Regions from separate parts of the Callithrix jacchus genome. Here region 1 is linked to region 2. A link is a contact called in public Hi-C data. All regions are on one chromosome and are shown on one strand. The core of a region is the stretch at or near the end of the contact, and the rest is flanking DNA. Distances in the headings are between cores, read along the strand shown.

Region 1 (6,500 bases), core at 3,705-6,204, 44 kb after region 2:
GAGCATGGATTCTCTTTATTATGATGCGCACTTGCCTGTGTATCTGCCGCCCTCATCTGTACATTTCCCAAGGGCAGGGCAGTGTTTTCTTCACCACGGAAACATCAGAAACCAGCAATGACTGTCTCCTTTCAGGTGGTCAATGCACTGGATTTAGGGGAACAGAGGGCTGACTCCTCCTACTATCTTTTTCTCCACGAGTTTCATATTTTGAAAGATTTTAAGCATCAGACACAATTTATTTATTAAGTTAACCTATGTGGACTTACCAGAGGATTAATGCATGGTTTACTTTTTTTCTTTTTAAAATATTGAAAACAGCTTGAAGAATCTCCAAGCTGTTTTCTTTTTTGGGAAATCACTTATGACCTGGTGATCCTGGGTTTTGAATTCAGCTAATAACCCCCGGGTGAAGAAACTGAGGCCAAGAGAGACGAAATGACTTGTCTAACGTTTACGGTGAGTTAATAATGGTGCCAGGCTAAAACTCAAGTTTTCTGACTTTGAATCCAGGATTCTTTCTGCTCTTTTATAATAGACAGGGCTTCAGGAGACCTGGTGTAGCCAGTTATGTACTGGTAAATGTTTAACAACTGGCTCCTTAGGAAGACAAAAAAAGTTCTTAATTTATAACATTTGTCAATTTCTGTGATATAAATAATTCTACCTTATCTAATTTCAAGCTACCTGAAGTAACTGAACATAAGAGCTGGTTCAAGCTGAACCCGGCACACTACTAGATATAGCCCCTGATTTTAGATTTTGTTAGACTTTGCAGGTTTCTGTGCCGGAGAAAATTCCATACCCTCTTTCTTTTTCCCGTTTTTTAGACAGAGTCTTGCTCTGTTGCCCAGGCTGGAATGCTGTGGCATGATCTCGGCTCACTGCAACCTACACTTCCCAGGTTCAAGGGATTCTCCTGCCTCAGCCTCCTGAGTAGCTGGGACTAGAGTTGCGTGTCACCACACCTGGCTAATTTTTTGTATTTTTAGTAGAGACGAGGTTTCATCATGTTGGTTAGGCTGGTCTTGAACTCTGAAACTCGTGATCCACCTGTCTTGGCCTCCCAAAGTGCTGGGATTACAGTCATGAGCCACCTTGCCTGGCCCCATATCCTCTTTCTCAAAGATTTGTAGTGCCGCCAGGCGTGGTGGTTCACGCCTATAATCCCAGCACTTTGGGAGGCCAAGGCGGGTGGATCACAAGGTCAAGAGATCGAGACCATCCTGGTCAACAAGGTGAAACACCGTCTCTACTAAAAATACAAAATTAGCTAGGCATGGTGGTGTGAGCCTGTAGTCCCAGCTACTCGGGAGGCTGAGGCAGGAGAATCCCTGAACCCAGGAGGCTGAGGTGTCGGTGAACTGAGATCGTGCCATTGCACTCCAGCCTGGGTAACAAGAGCGAAACTCCATCTCAAAAAAAAAAAAAGATTTGTAGTGCTTAGAGACTCCCATCCCCCAGACACTGCCCGTTGCCAGAACATGCGAAAGTCCTGCAATCACGTGATGCAAAAGGCTATAAGTAAAAATAAAGGATCCCAAAGGTCTGACCTGCTGAAAATATGACAAGATGGAAAACTCATGTAAGTAGAGGCTGCTGTTCACAGTCACGTGTCAGAACCAAAAGCCAGCGATAAACTCTGTGAAGATGAGTTAATGGAATACAAGTCTCTAAAGCATTTAGGCCGGGAGGAAGTGCCATCTCTTCTCTGTAGCTTTTCTGATTTATCTCTGGCAGGAATAATTTCTGCTTCCTTAGTAGATCCCAAATACTTACACTCAGTTGCTTTTTTATTTTTAGAATTGCATTGCATTTAGCATGTATTTTACAGAATACATCCAAACTCCTAGTTTGGCGGAGGCCTCTTATTAAATGAGTTTTCAAAGAAGGTGGGTGAGACAATAGGAAGAACACAGGCTTCAGGGCTTGATTGATTCTGGGTTCAACTCCTGCTGCACCGCTTACCACTGTGAAACTTCAGGCCACTTTCATAACCTCTATGCCTCAGTTTCTTCATTCTTATTTTGTTTTTGAGACAGAGTCTTGCTCTGTCACCCGAGCTGGAGTGCAGTGGCACAATCTTGGCTTACTGCAACCTCTGTCTCCCAGGTTAAAGCAATTCCACTGCTTCAGCCTCCCAGGTAGCTGGGATTTCAGGCGCCTGGCCAATTTTTTTGTATTGTTAGTGGAGATGGAGTTTCATCATGTTGACCAGGCCGGTTTTGAACTCCTGACCTCAAGTGATCTGCCTGCCTCGGCCTCCCAAAGTGCTAGGGTTACAGGTGTGAGCCACTGCACCTGATCAGTTTCTTCATTTTTAAATATCTTACTTATAAGGTTGACACAGAAGGAAATGACAAAAGACATGTCAGGTGCCTAACACACCACCTGTTATGTGTTAAGGATGCAAGAAATAACCTGTTCTCTCCTTTCACAGGTGAAACATTTCCTGCTTGTTGAAATCTTTGTATTTTTGGAGATGTGCTTTCCTATTAATGAACTAGTTCATTTACACAGTCTCCTAACAAATATTTAGGGTAAAATTCTTTGTGGACTGAATCTCTGATTCCACTGTCTTTAATGTCTAGTGGTTTTTGTTTGTTTGTTTGTTTCTTTGAGGTGGGGTCTCACTCTGTCACCGAGACTGGATTGCAATGGTGTGATCTTGGGTCACTGCAACCTCTGCTTCCCAAGTTCTAGCAATCCTCCTGCCTCAGCCTCTCGAGTAGCTGGGATTATAGGTGTCCACCACCATGCCTGGCTAATTTTTGTATTTTTAGTAAAAGGGTTTCCCCATGTTGGCCAGGCTGGTGTCGAACTCCTGACCTTGTGATTCATCTGCCTCGGCCTCCCAAAGGTGTGAGCCACCACACATGGCTTAATGTCTAGTAGTTTTGCAGGACTAGGACACAGATAAGTTCTTGGGCTCAGCGGTCAGGTATACCCCTACCCAGACAGAAAGTAAGATTCCATGAAAATTGTTTTTAAATTCGATCTATGTACTAAAGAAAGGTGATGAGGAGGCCTGACCACATGGAGGATGTAACCAGAAGTGACGCTAATACCCCTCCTAAGGACTGGGCACTTATGGCATAGTGTCTCCTTCAACCCTCACATTAATCCTTTGGTGGTACAATGATTCCTATTTGGCTAATGACAAAACTAATGTTCGCAGAAGTCCATGCATTTACTCGACAATGTTCCTCATGCATCTACTACATGCCAGGCACTGTTCTAGGCATCGGAGATAGAGCATGGGCAAAATGGACAAAAATTCCTGTCCTTGTGGAACTGACATTAACAAGGCAATAAATAAGATAAGGAAGTAAAATACAGAGTATGTGAGATGGTGCTAAGAGCATGGAGAAAAATAAAGAAGAGTGGGATCTGGGGGGTGGGGGAGGCTGCAATTTGATTTTTTTTTTTGAGACGGAGTCTTGCTCTGTTGCCCAGGCTGGAGTGCAATGGTGCGATCTCAGCTCACTGCAACTTCTGCCTTCTGGGTTCAAGCAATTCTCCTGCCTCAGTCTCCTGAGTAGCCGGGACTATAGACACATGCCACCATGCCTGGCTAATTTTTTTATTTTTAGGAGAGATGGGGTTTCACCATGCTGGTCAGGCTGGTCTCGAACTCCTGACCTTGTGATCCACCTGCCTTGGTCTTCCAAAGTGCTGGGATTACAGGTGTGAGCCACTGTGTCCGGCCTGATTTTTTTTTTTTTTTTGAGACAAAATCTTGCTGGAGTGCAGTGGCACAATCTCTGCTCACTGCTACCTCGGCCTCGTGAGTTCAAGCAATTCTCCTGCTTCAGCCTCCCAAGTACCTGGAATTATAGGCATGCATCACCACACTTGGTAACTTTTGTCTTTTTAGTAGAGATGAGGTTTCATCTTGTTGGTCAGACTGGTCTTGAATTCCTGTCCTCAAGCAATCTACCCACCTTGGCCTCCCATAGTGCTGGGATTACAGGCATGAGCCAATGTGCCCAGCCTGCAATTTTATTTAGTCACCAGGGTGGCTGGGCTAGGTGGCTCACGCGTGTAATCCCAGCACTTTGGGAGGTTGAGGTGGGTGGATCACCTGAGATCAGGAGTTCAAAACCAGCCGACCAACATGGTGAAACCCCGTCTCTACTAAAAGTACAAAATTAGCACATGCCCATAATCCCAGCTACTTGGGAGGCTGAGGCAGGAGAATCGCTTGAACCTGGGATGTGGAGGTCACAGTGAGCTGAGATTGTACCATTGTACTCCAGCCTGGGCAACAGAGCAAGACTCTTTGGCCAGGAAAGAAAGGAAGGAAGGAAGAAAAGAAAGAAAGAAAGAAGGAAGGAAGGGAGGGAGGGAGGGAGGAAAGATGGAAAGGAAAGGGAAGGAAGAGGAAGGAAGAAAGAAAAAGAAAGAAAGAAGAGAGAGAGAGAACCGGGAATGTCTTGTGAAGATGACCCTGGAGCAAACACATGGAGAAGGCAAGAGAGGTGGCGGTGAGGATTTGTTCAGAAACAGGCCTGGGGTTCCTAGGAATTGTCAGGGTGGGCACTGGAATCTCTGTCTGGCTCTAAGGTCAGTGCTCTCCTTTCAACAAGCCTCTTTTTCAAGAAGCAGTGTCGCTGTCCTCCAAGCAGGCCGTGTGCATGTGATCCTGTGTGCACGCACATATGTGCTGTTGAGGAATGTGTTATATTTCAATGGGTAGACACTGTGAGGACCCAAGCTTCCCTGCTGACATCTTCCAGGAGCTGAGGCCTCATGTTTTTGGTTTTCATGGAAACTTGGCAACTTTCTAGTTATCCCACCCTGAGCTCTGCACCACATTCTAATGGCTTTATTTGTGTGCCTTGGAGTGCTGCCAGGGCTGGGCCTGGGAAAGGTTGCCATGGCAACCTCCCCACTCTTTCCAGATAAGAACTTCTCAAGGATGTTGACGTTGGGCCTGAAATAGTTCTAGCCTGCTCTCAGCTGGGAGGATGAACTTTGGCATGGAGAACTGAGTTAGGAAACCTACTCACTCCCTCAGCCTTTGAATTTGTGCACACTGAATCCTGGGTAAGAAAGACTTCTGGGGAGGGTACTCCAGGGCTCCCCAGCTTTAGGATTGAGAATAGCTTTGCTTAGGCACTGGGAGAGCATCTTTCAGTTTTGCCATTCCAGTTGACGTATTCAGAGCTTGCCTTTGAGAGTCTTGCTAACACAGGATATTTTTCTTTTTTGTGGCTGGGGCAGGGGGATGGAGTCTCACTCTTGTCGCCCTGACTGGAGTGCAGTGACATGATCTCGGCTCACCGCAACCTCCGCCTCCGGAGTTCAAGCAATGCTCCTGCCTCAGCCTCCCGAGTAGCTGGGATTACGGGTGCCTGCCACCATGCCTGGCTAATTTTTGTATTTTTTTTAGTGTGTGTGGGGGTTTCATTATGTTGGCCAGGTTTGTCTCAAACTCCTGACCTCAAGTGATCCACACGCCTCAGCCTCCCAAAGTGCTGGGATTATAGGCATGAGCCACTGTGTCCCGCCCATCTTTTTTTTTTTTTAAATGAAGTCTTGCTGTGTGGCCCAGGCTGGAGTGCAGTGGTGTGATCTTGGCTCACTGCAAGCTCTGCCTCCTGGGTTCAAGCAGTTCTTGTGCCTCAGTCCCCCTTGTGGCTGGAATGATAGGCATGTGCCACCATGCCCAGCTAATTTCTGTATTTTTAATAGAGATGGGGTTTCACCATGTTGCCAAGGCTGGTCTTGAACTCCTGGACTCAAATGATCCTCCTGCCTTGACCTCTCAAAGTGTTGGGATTATAGGTGTGAGCCACTGGACTGGTCTGAAAGAAGAACTTTCACTGGGGATTTGCTTTTAGAAAGAAAAAGTGTCAGTGTTCATGCCTTTATTCTTTTTTTTTTTGAGATGGAGTTTCACTCTTGTTACCCAGGCTGGAGTGCAATGGCACAATCTCGGCTCACGGCAACCTCCGCCTCCTGGGTTCAGGCAATTCTCCTGCCTCAGCGTCCTGAGTAGCTGGGATTACAGGCACGTGCCACCGTGCCCAGCTAATTTTTTGTATTTTTAGTAGAGACGGGGTTTCATCATGTTGACCAGGATGGTCTTGATCTCTTGACATTGTGATCCACCTGCCTCGGCCTCCCAAAGTGCTGGGATTACAGGCTTGAGCCACCGCGCCCGGCCCTAACTCAAAATAATTCTTAAGCCAAAATGGCATATTTTGTGGTGGCGTATTCTGTCGCCCTTCACTTCTTTTTCCCAGTAAATATTATTTTGAGTGAATAAAGTGACTCGTCCAAAAATTCTTTTTTTTTTTTGATGACTTGTCCAAATTCACTGCATCAGTTATCTATTTCTGTATAACAAAACACTCTTGGATTTAGTGGCTTATGACAACAACTGTCTTATTTGCTTAGGACTGTGTGGGTCAGCTATTTGATGGATGGTTCTTCCGCTGGTCTCGTCCGAGATCACTTGCAATTGCAGTCAGCTGGGGCTTTGGCCGGGAGCT
Region 2 (6,887 bases), core at 658-3,157:
TTGCTAAGCACAAGAACATATTAACTTTTAATGGACTTAAAGGTAGTAGCAACTAGAGTGCATTCAAATTTAAATCACACATATAATCATTGATTTGAGTTTCAGAAGCATGAATGGGAATTTAAATATTTTACCATTTTTGAATTAACTTTAAGAAATAACAAGAGCAATGTGTGAGTCAGAATTAATTTTCAAAAATTTGAAGACACAGACATTAGAGGACAAAAACAAACTACTTTTTAGATGTTACCACTTACATAAACTTGAATTTCAAACTTCAACACCCCTCACTAATCAGCCATCTGAAGAAAGGATATTGAACATAAGCAAATCCTCTTGGACGGCGAGTGTAGAAATCAAGTGGAACATACACATCAACTATAGGACCATAACGACCAAATTCACGCCGTAAATCTTCAGACCTAAAACATCATAAAAAGACCTCAAATTTTTATGTTCAAGTCCTTAAGATGTATAGGCAATATATCTTTTTGATAAAGGAAAGCTAGGTTCAAGAATTTGAAAGATAAAAATGCAGTTTACATTAACAGGACAACAGCAGACATTAGGTACAAGGGAATGACCTTTGTTTTTATCTATAGCCTTCGTTTTTCATAAAAGGTACAACAGCATTAGGTTGTATGTAAACACTGCTATTTTTTATTTTGTTTTACTTTTTACAGCATCAAATCGACTCCAGTACTTTGAAAAACACCAAGCACTTATTTTTACTCCCCAATTGTAGCGACAGGTTTAGACACTTAACAGTAGGCAAATACGGACTGAAAAAGTCACAAATATCGAATGCCTTAAATAATGTCAAAATGACGTAAAGGGAAAATTTCTCCAGACGCTAACGTAATTACTATTATGTCTTTCCAGCTTAAATTTAAGACAAAGGATCACAAAGCTAGCAAAAAATAAATAAACCCAACAAAAACACCAAAAAACCCAAACCATGTATTTTCTGTGTGTAGATTATTTGTGAAATACGAAGCCTCATTTGTAGTTAAGATCTCTTCCAAAATAATCTGAAAGCAACTCGAAACAAGGGAATGGGTGAGAACAAAGCCTATTTAAGGTAGGTCTAAAATAATCTAATTTGGTTGTCAACGTCCTAATGACTGAGGCTTCCTAAACCTCCCTTTTCAAAGGCTGACCAGAATTTCCAGGAAATAAGAAAAACTACTCGCAACAAGTAACTGGAGGAATCTAACTCCCCAAATCTCAACGTTCCCTTTCTCCAAACACCTCCATCTGATTAAAAACCCCAAATATTAACAACGGCAACAAAAAAAGGATAAAAGCAGCATTCCTCTCCCTCGATCCCGTTATTTCACCTCACTCTTAGCTGGAAAAAAAAAAAATCTCTGGGCCAAGGGGGCGTGCACCCCGAAGAACGTGAACTTCGAATCAATGGGGGGCGGCCGTCGGCTGGCGGAAAGGCCACGGCGGGGGCTGCCCGCGCCGGGAGGAAGCGGGGAGAAAGGGGCTGCGAACTGCAGAGGGGGAGGGGGCTCGGAAAACCCCGCCACGCGGTCGGGTGAGGGCAGAGGCGCTGCCCTCGCTCCCATGCGGCGGCTGAGGCCGGCTACGCGGCCTAGTTCGGCGCCAAAGCGGGAGCCGGACGCGCCATCTTCACCCTTTCCCCTCCCCCGGCCCAGTGCCGCCACCGCCAGGGTCCTCTCCGGGAGCCTGCGGCCTCCCCGCTAGGCTCGGAATACCTGCCTTGTACCCACCTGGTGTCGTCGGCCACGTTCCTGACGAACAGAGACGTGTTTGGGGGACGCAGGTAGCGAGACATGGCGGCGGCGTGTCTCGGCCGGGCGCACTAACGGGTTCAGCAGACCGTCCGCGACTCCGGCGCCGAAACCTCAGCCACACACAGCCAGAGGGCTCCGCTACGGCAACCGCCTCTTCTCGCGAGACTTCACTCCCGCCTCCACACCCCCTCCTATCTCGGCGCAAAGCCGGGCCCGCAACGGTTCTTTCCCGCGAGATCACCAGGCGTGCGCCTGCGCATGCGGAGAACTGGCGCACGCGTCTCAGCCTCGGTCTCGTTCATTGGCCTCTTGTGGTGCCTCTTCCCCTCCCCCTAGCCGGTTATTTCTTTCTTTAGGTCTTCACTTTCCCGCCCTTTTCTTCTTGCACTCCCCTTCATCTCCACCCCCAAATCAGGAAGCATGTGTTTTAGTCTTTAGGCCGAACTTTGCAGTTATTACTAAGTGGACAGATTTTTAAGCTATGTAATTTAGAGAGGCTGCCTTAAATTTTCCCTTTAGTCCAAGTTATGCTCTGCTCTTATTTTGCCTTAAATTTCCCGTTTGTTGGTTGCACTTTTGAGGCATGGTGTTATAAAAAAAATAAAATAAAATTTCCCGTTTGGTCCAGGTTATGCCCTGACCAGCAAGAGAAGGATTTATAGCTTCTTGTATTAAGTATGCAAAGGAAGGAGGTGTGTTCCCTAGCACAGAGTCGGGCCTGTCTCTCCAGTGCTTTCAACTCGCCTTTGCCCCTCACCCAAACCCTGGCCATCTCCACTTAGCCACGCATTTGGCTCCCAACTTTCTGGGTGGGACCAAACCTCACACTGTAGGATCCGTGGTTATCTGTAGTGTATTCGTTGTTGCTGACGGCTTCCAGGGTATGCATCGGACCTGTATTGCAGAAAAAACTTTTTGCTTTTTGCAACCCCCATCCCTGTTCTCAAAACTTTTTGTCTCAGAACCCCTTTATATTCTTGGTAGTTGATGGAAGATTCCAAAGAGCTTTTTTTTTTTTTTTTTAAAGTATGGGTTATACCTATTAATGGGTTATACCTAAGTATGGGTTATACCTGTTAATAAGTAGTTACTGAATGAGAACTTAAAATGGAGAAAACTTTGACACACTCCACTACCCTTTTTCACACATCACAACATGTACCCTCTGGAAAACACCACCTGCACGTGTCAGGCCTCCACGTGCAAGCCTGGACCCAGAGAGTCTATAAAGTCCTGCCTGCCTCGGCTGATTACCTCCCACTTACCCCGCTGCGTTCGCCATTATCCCTGATCGCCCAGAGGAGCTTCCCCCGGACTTTAAGGTTCTCACCCCACCCTGCCACCTTAATTGTTCCTATGATAGTGTGAATATTCCTCACCCGACCCTACCATCTTAACTACTCTTACCCCACCCGCCATTACAACTGAATTTATAGTAATGTATACTCCTTGCCCCTCCCCCCCCACTGTAACTGATCCTACTCCATAACACCCCTGCCCCCTCCCCAAAAGATTCCCCTCAACCTATAAAACCAACTCCTGAGAAGCCGCTGAGCTCTTCCCTGGTTATTGCACGTCTAAAGGCCTAGCTCCCCCACCTCACGCATGGCCCCTCCGGCCAGCCGGGTCCCTCAGATGAGAGCTGCGCCCAGGCCAGCACCAGCCGCTCAGCCACCAGTAGCGGCACCCCCCTCTGCAGTTGGCTCTCTGCTGCTGCGCCCTGGCAGCCAGGTCTGCTGTCCCAGATGGCAACCACCGCAGCTGGCGTGGCTGTGGGCTCTGCTGTGGGGCACACACTGGGCCACGCCATTACTGGGGGCTTCAGTGGAGGAAGTGATCCTAAGCCTGCGAGGCCTGACATCACTTACCAGGAGCCTCAGGGAACCCAGCCGGCACATCAGCAGCAGCCTTGCTTCTCTATGAGATCAAACAGTTCTTGGAGTGTGCCCAGAACCAAGCTCTGTGAGGGTTTCAGTGAGGGCTGAAACAGTGCCGACTTGCAAACGGATTGACCTAATCAAGAAGTTCAGCCTGGAGAAATGGAAAACCAGCTCTCATAACCAAATTAATTTAATATAAAAATTTAATTGATAGTGAAAGTAAAAAGTGTAGCCCTCAGTTAAACCTCTCCTGTCATTCCTAGCTTCCTTGCTTCAGAATTGAAATGGAAGGGAGTGTTCCTACTCTGTAGAATTTGGAGTTGGTCAAATGTTTATGTGGTCTCCTTAAACTAGCTGTTATGATTTTATTCTTTGTGAGTTAATTAGAATAAAGTGATTTTCTTCGAAGAAAAAAAAAAAAGAAAACTATCCCACCGCCCTTTGGTAACGCCCTTTTCTGCCTTAGCCCACATGTGCCCAGGTAAATAAACAGCTATTTTGCTCACACAAAGCCTGCTTGGGGAGTCTCCTCTTTCAAAGCGTGCGTTTTTTAACAGCTTGTAAGTGAATGAGCAAGAAAATAGCAAATAATCTTTAGTATAGTTTTGACTTTGGAGACCCTATTGAGAGCCATTTCCTGCTCCGTAAGAGTAAACTTCTGGAGAAGAGGGAACTCCAGTTAGAATGCCTCCAGCGTGTGGCACAGTGCCAAGCAAGTAGCAGGGATTCAACTACTGTTTAATTAAATGAGCTTTTATTTCATAAAAAGCCATAAAAGCATTAGTTTTGTGTCATTCAGCATCTAAGACAATTAAGTGATTTGATGCAAGTAGTGATAGTTTGTAGCAATCTGTAGCAGAGCTATTTTAAATTTTTGTTTCCCAGGAAGATTTGCATGCTTAATTTATTAAAATGTTGGGCCAGGCAAGGTGGTTTATGTTGAAAAAACGGGCGCTTTGAATGAAGAGACCTTCCAAACAGGCTTTGTGTAGCAACATGGCTGTTTATTCAGCTGGGTGCAAGTGGACTAAGGCCAAAAAGAGCATTAGCAAAGGGCAGTGGGATAGGAGTTGGCTTTATAGGTTTGGGTAGTTTTTGGAGGGTGGGGGCGTTGCAGAGTAAGTTCAGTTACAGTGGTGGGGTTGGGTGAGAGGTATTTACATTATCATGAGAACAGTTAAGATGGCAGTGTTGGGTGAGGGGCTTGTCGGAGGAAGCTCAGCTGGACAATCAGGGACAATGGCGAATGCAGGTAGGGGGTGGGAGACTTCAGCCGAGGCAAGCAGGACTTCAGACTTTCAGGCTCCAGGCTTGCATATGGAGACCTGACAGTTTACACATGTGATTCCAGCACTTTGGGAGGCTGAGGTGAAAAACAAAACAAAAAGTTTGATTACCTGTTATGTGTCAGACATTCTGCTAGCAGCTTGAAAGTCAGTAATGAAAGACATACAGCTTATATTTCTAGAGGAGACAATGAGAAAATAAGTAAACAAAGTAATCGCAGATTCGTGATATGAAAGAAACAGTAATGCAATGGGTTTTTTCTTGTTTTTGATTTTTATTTACTTTTATTTTATTTTTTGAGACATAGTCTTGCTCTGTTACCTAGGCTGAAATGCAGTGTCTGGATCTCAACTTACTGTGGCCTCTGCCTCCTGGGTTCCAGCAATTTACCTGTGTCAACCTCCTGAGTAGCTGGGACTACAGGCGCCCGCCACCATGCCTGGCTAATTTTTCTATTTTCAATAGAGACGGGGTTTCACCATATTGGCCAGGCTGGGCTAGAACTCCTGACCTCAAGTGATCTGCCTGCCTCGGCCTTCCTAGGTGCTGAGATTACAGGTGTAAGGCATTGCAACCCCGGCCTTGTTTTTACTTTTTAAAACAGGGTTGCCTAGGAAGGCCTTGCTGAGTAAGTGTCTCCCCTGCCCCTCACTGAAAAGTCAAGCACTTTTCAGTGGCAAGGAAACAGATTCCTGCAAATTACCTTAAGTAATGGAGGAAATTTATACAGTCTGGTGGTACTCCAGCCACTCATGTTTAATAGGGTGAAGGTTTAGAATGGAGTCTGATGCAGAGAAAGTGCCCTAAAATGTTAACAAGATCACAGGAGCCCAGTACAATATGAAAATGCAAGGCCCTTCATTCACTATTTATTAAGAAATTCAAAATGACAATCTCAGAGTAGTAAGCCAAGTGCAGGGTCCTTCTGAGCGTGGGTCCATTCCAGTGCACAAGCAGCACGCTCAAGGAGCTGGCCCGGAATGCTAGCAATTATTATTTTTCATAATGCCTTGAGAAATAATACAGGCAACTGAAGGACAAATATTTACACACCAGAATTCCTTTCTGCCTCACACACAAAGTGTCCTTTTTTTTTGATACGGAGAGAGAGCTTTGCCACCCAGGTTTGAGTGCAGTGGCACAGTCTTGGCTCACCACAACCTCTGCCTCCCAGGTTTGAGTAATTCTCCTGCTTCAGCCTCCCAAGTAGCTGGGATTACAGGAATGTGCCACCTCGACCAGCTAATTTTTGTATTTTTAGTAGAGGTAGGGTTTCACCATGTTGGTCAGGCTGGTCTCAAACTCCTGACCTCAAATAATTCACCCACCTTGTCCTCCCCAAGTGCTGGGATTACAGGCATGAGCCACTGCACCCGGCCCACAAAGTGTCCCTTTGATGTTTTCTGCTGTAGGATCCCAGAACCAAGAAAATGATGATGAAGAGAAAAGTAGAGAAAGAGTAAACTTCTTTCTGACAGAGATGAGGTTTGAGCTGGGTAATTTACCAAACTACGAATCAGCTGAGATTGTGGGGAGAGGAACAAGGGAAGATACACTAAGGAATTTTCAAAGTACAACGTTGCATCCCAGAAGTGCTGCCCAATGTGCTAAGAGCATTGTATTTAATTCTGAGTATAATACCAGGGCTGGTAATTTTTTTGAAGATCCAAATGTTCATTTCTCTCGATTTCTCTTCCTTTGTTTTTCTTTTTTCTTTTCTTCTTCTTTTTTTTTTTTCTGAGACGGAGTTTCACTCTTGTTACCCAGGCTGGAGTGCAATGGCATGATCTTGGCTCACCGCAACCTCCGCCTCCCGGGTTCAGGCAATTCTCCTGCTTCAGCCTCCTGAGTAGCTGGGATTACAGGCACATGCCACCATGCCCAGCTAATTTTTTGTATTTTTAGTAGAGACAGGGTTTCATCTTGTTGACCAGGATGGTCTTGATCTCTTGACGTC

What was found. A called contact is a pair of places that touch in the nucleus more often than the background predicts.
Region 1: a contact with region 2 is called in a Hi-C map of induced pluripotent stem cells, with 1.9 times the contacts expected there. The contact joins the enhancer-like site here to the promoter of SRSF10 in region 2. A contact is called at or near these places in 2 of 3 Hi-C or Micro-C datasets (induced pluripotent stem cells and skeletal muscle).

Annotation. Positions count from the first base shown.
Region 1 is chr7:60,722,152-60,728,651 of calJac240_pri, forward strand. No RefSeq gene overlaps it. Among named protein-coding and RNA genes, the nearest start is that of SRSF10, 42 kb to the left of the region's middle. Within about 2 kb of position 4,955, at least 5 of the 16 cell types and tissues checked have an H3K27ac peak or open chromatin away from gene starts, as enhancers often do.
Region 2 is chr7:60,681,098-60,687,984 of calJac240_pri, forward strand. SRSF10 (serine and arginine rich splicing factor 10) reads right to left here and starts at 1,908. Exons shown (of 7, transcript XM_078330732.1): 1 at 1,740-1,908; 2 at 258-422. It also overlaps the pseudogene LOC108592415.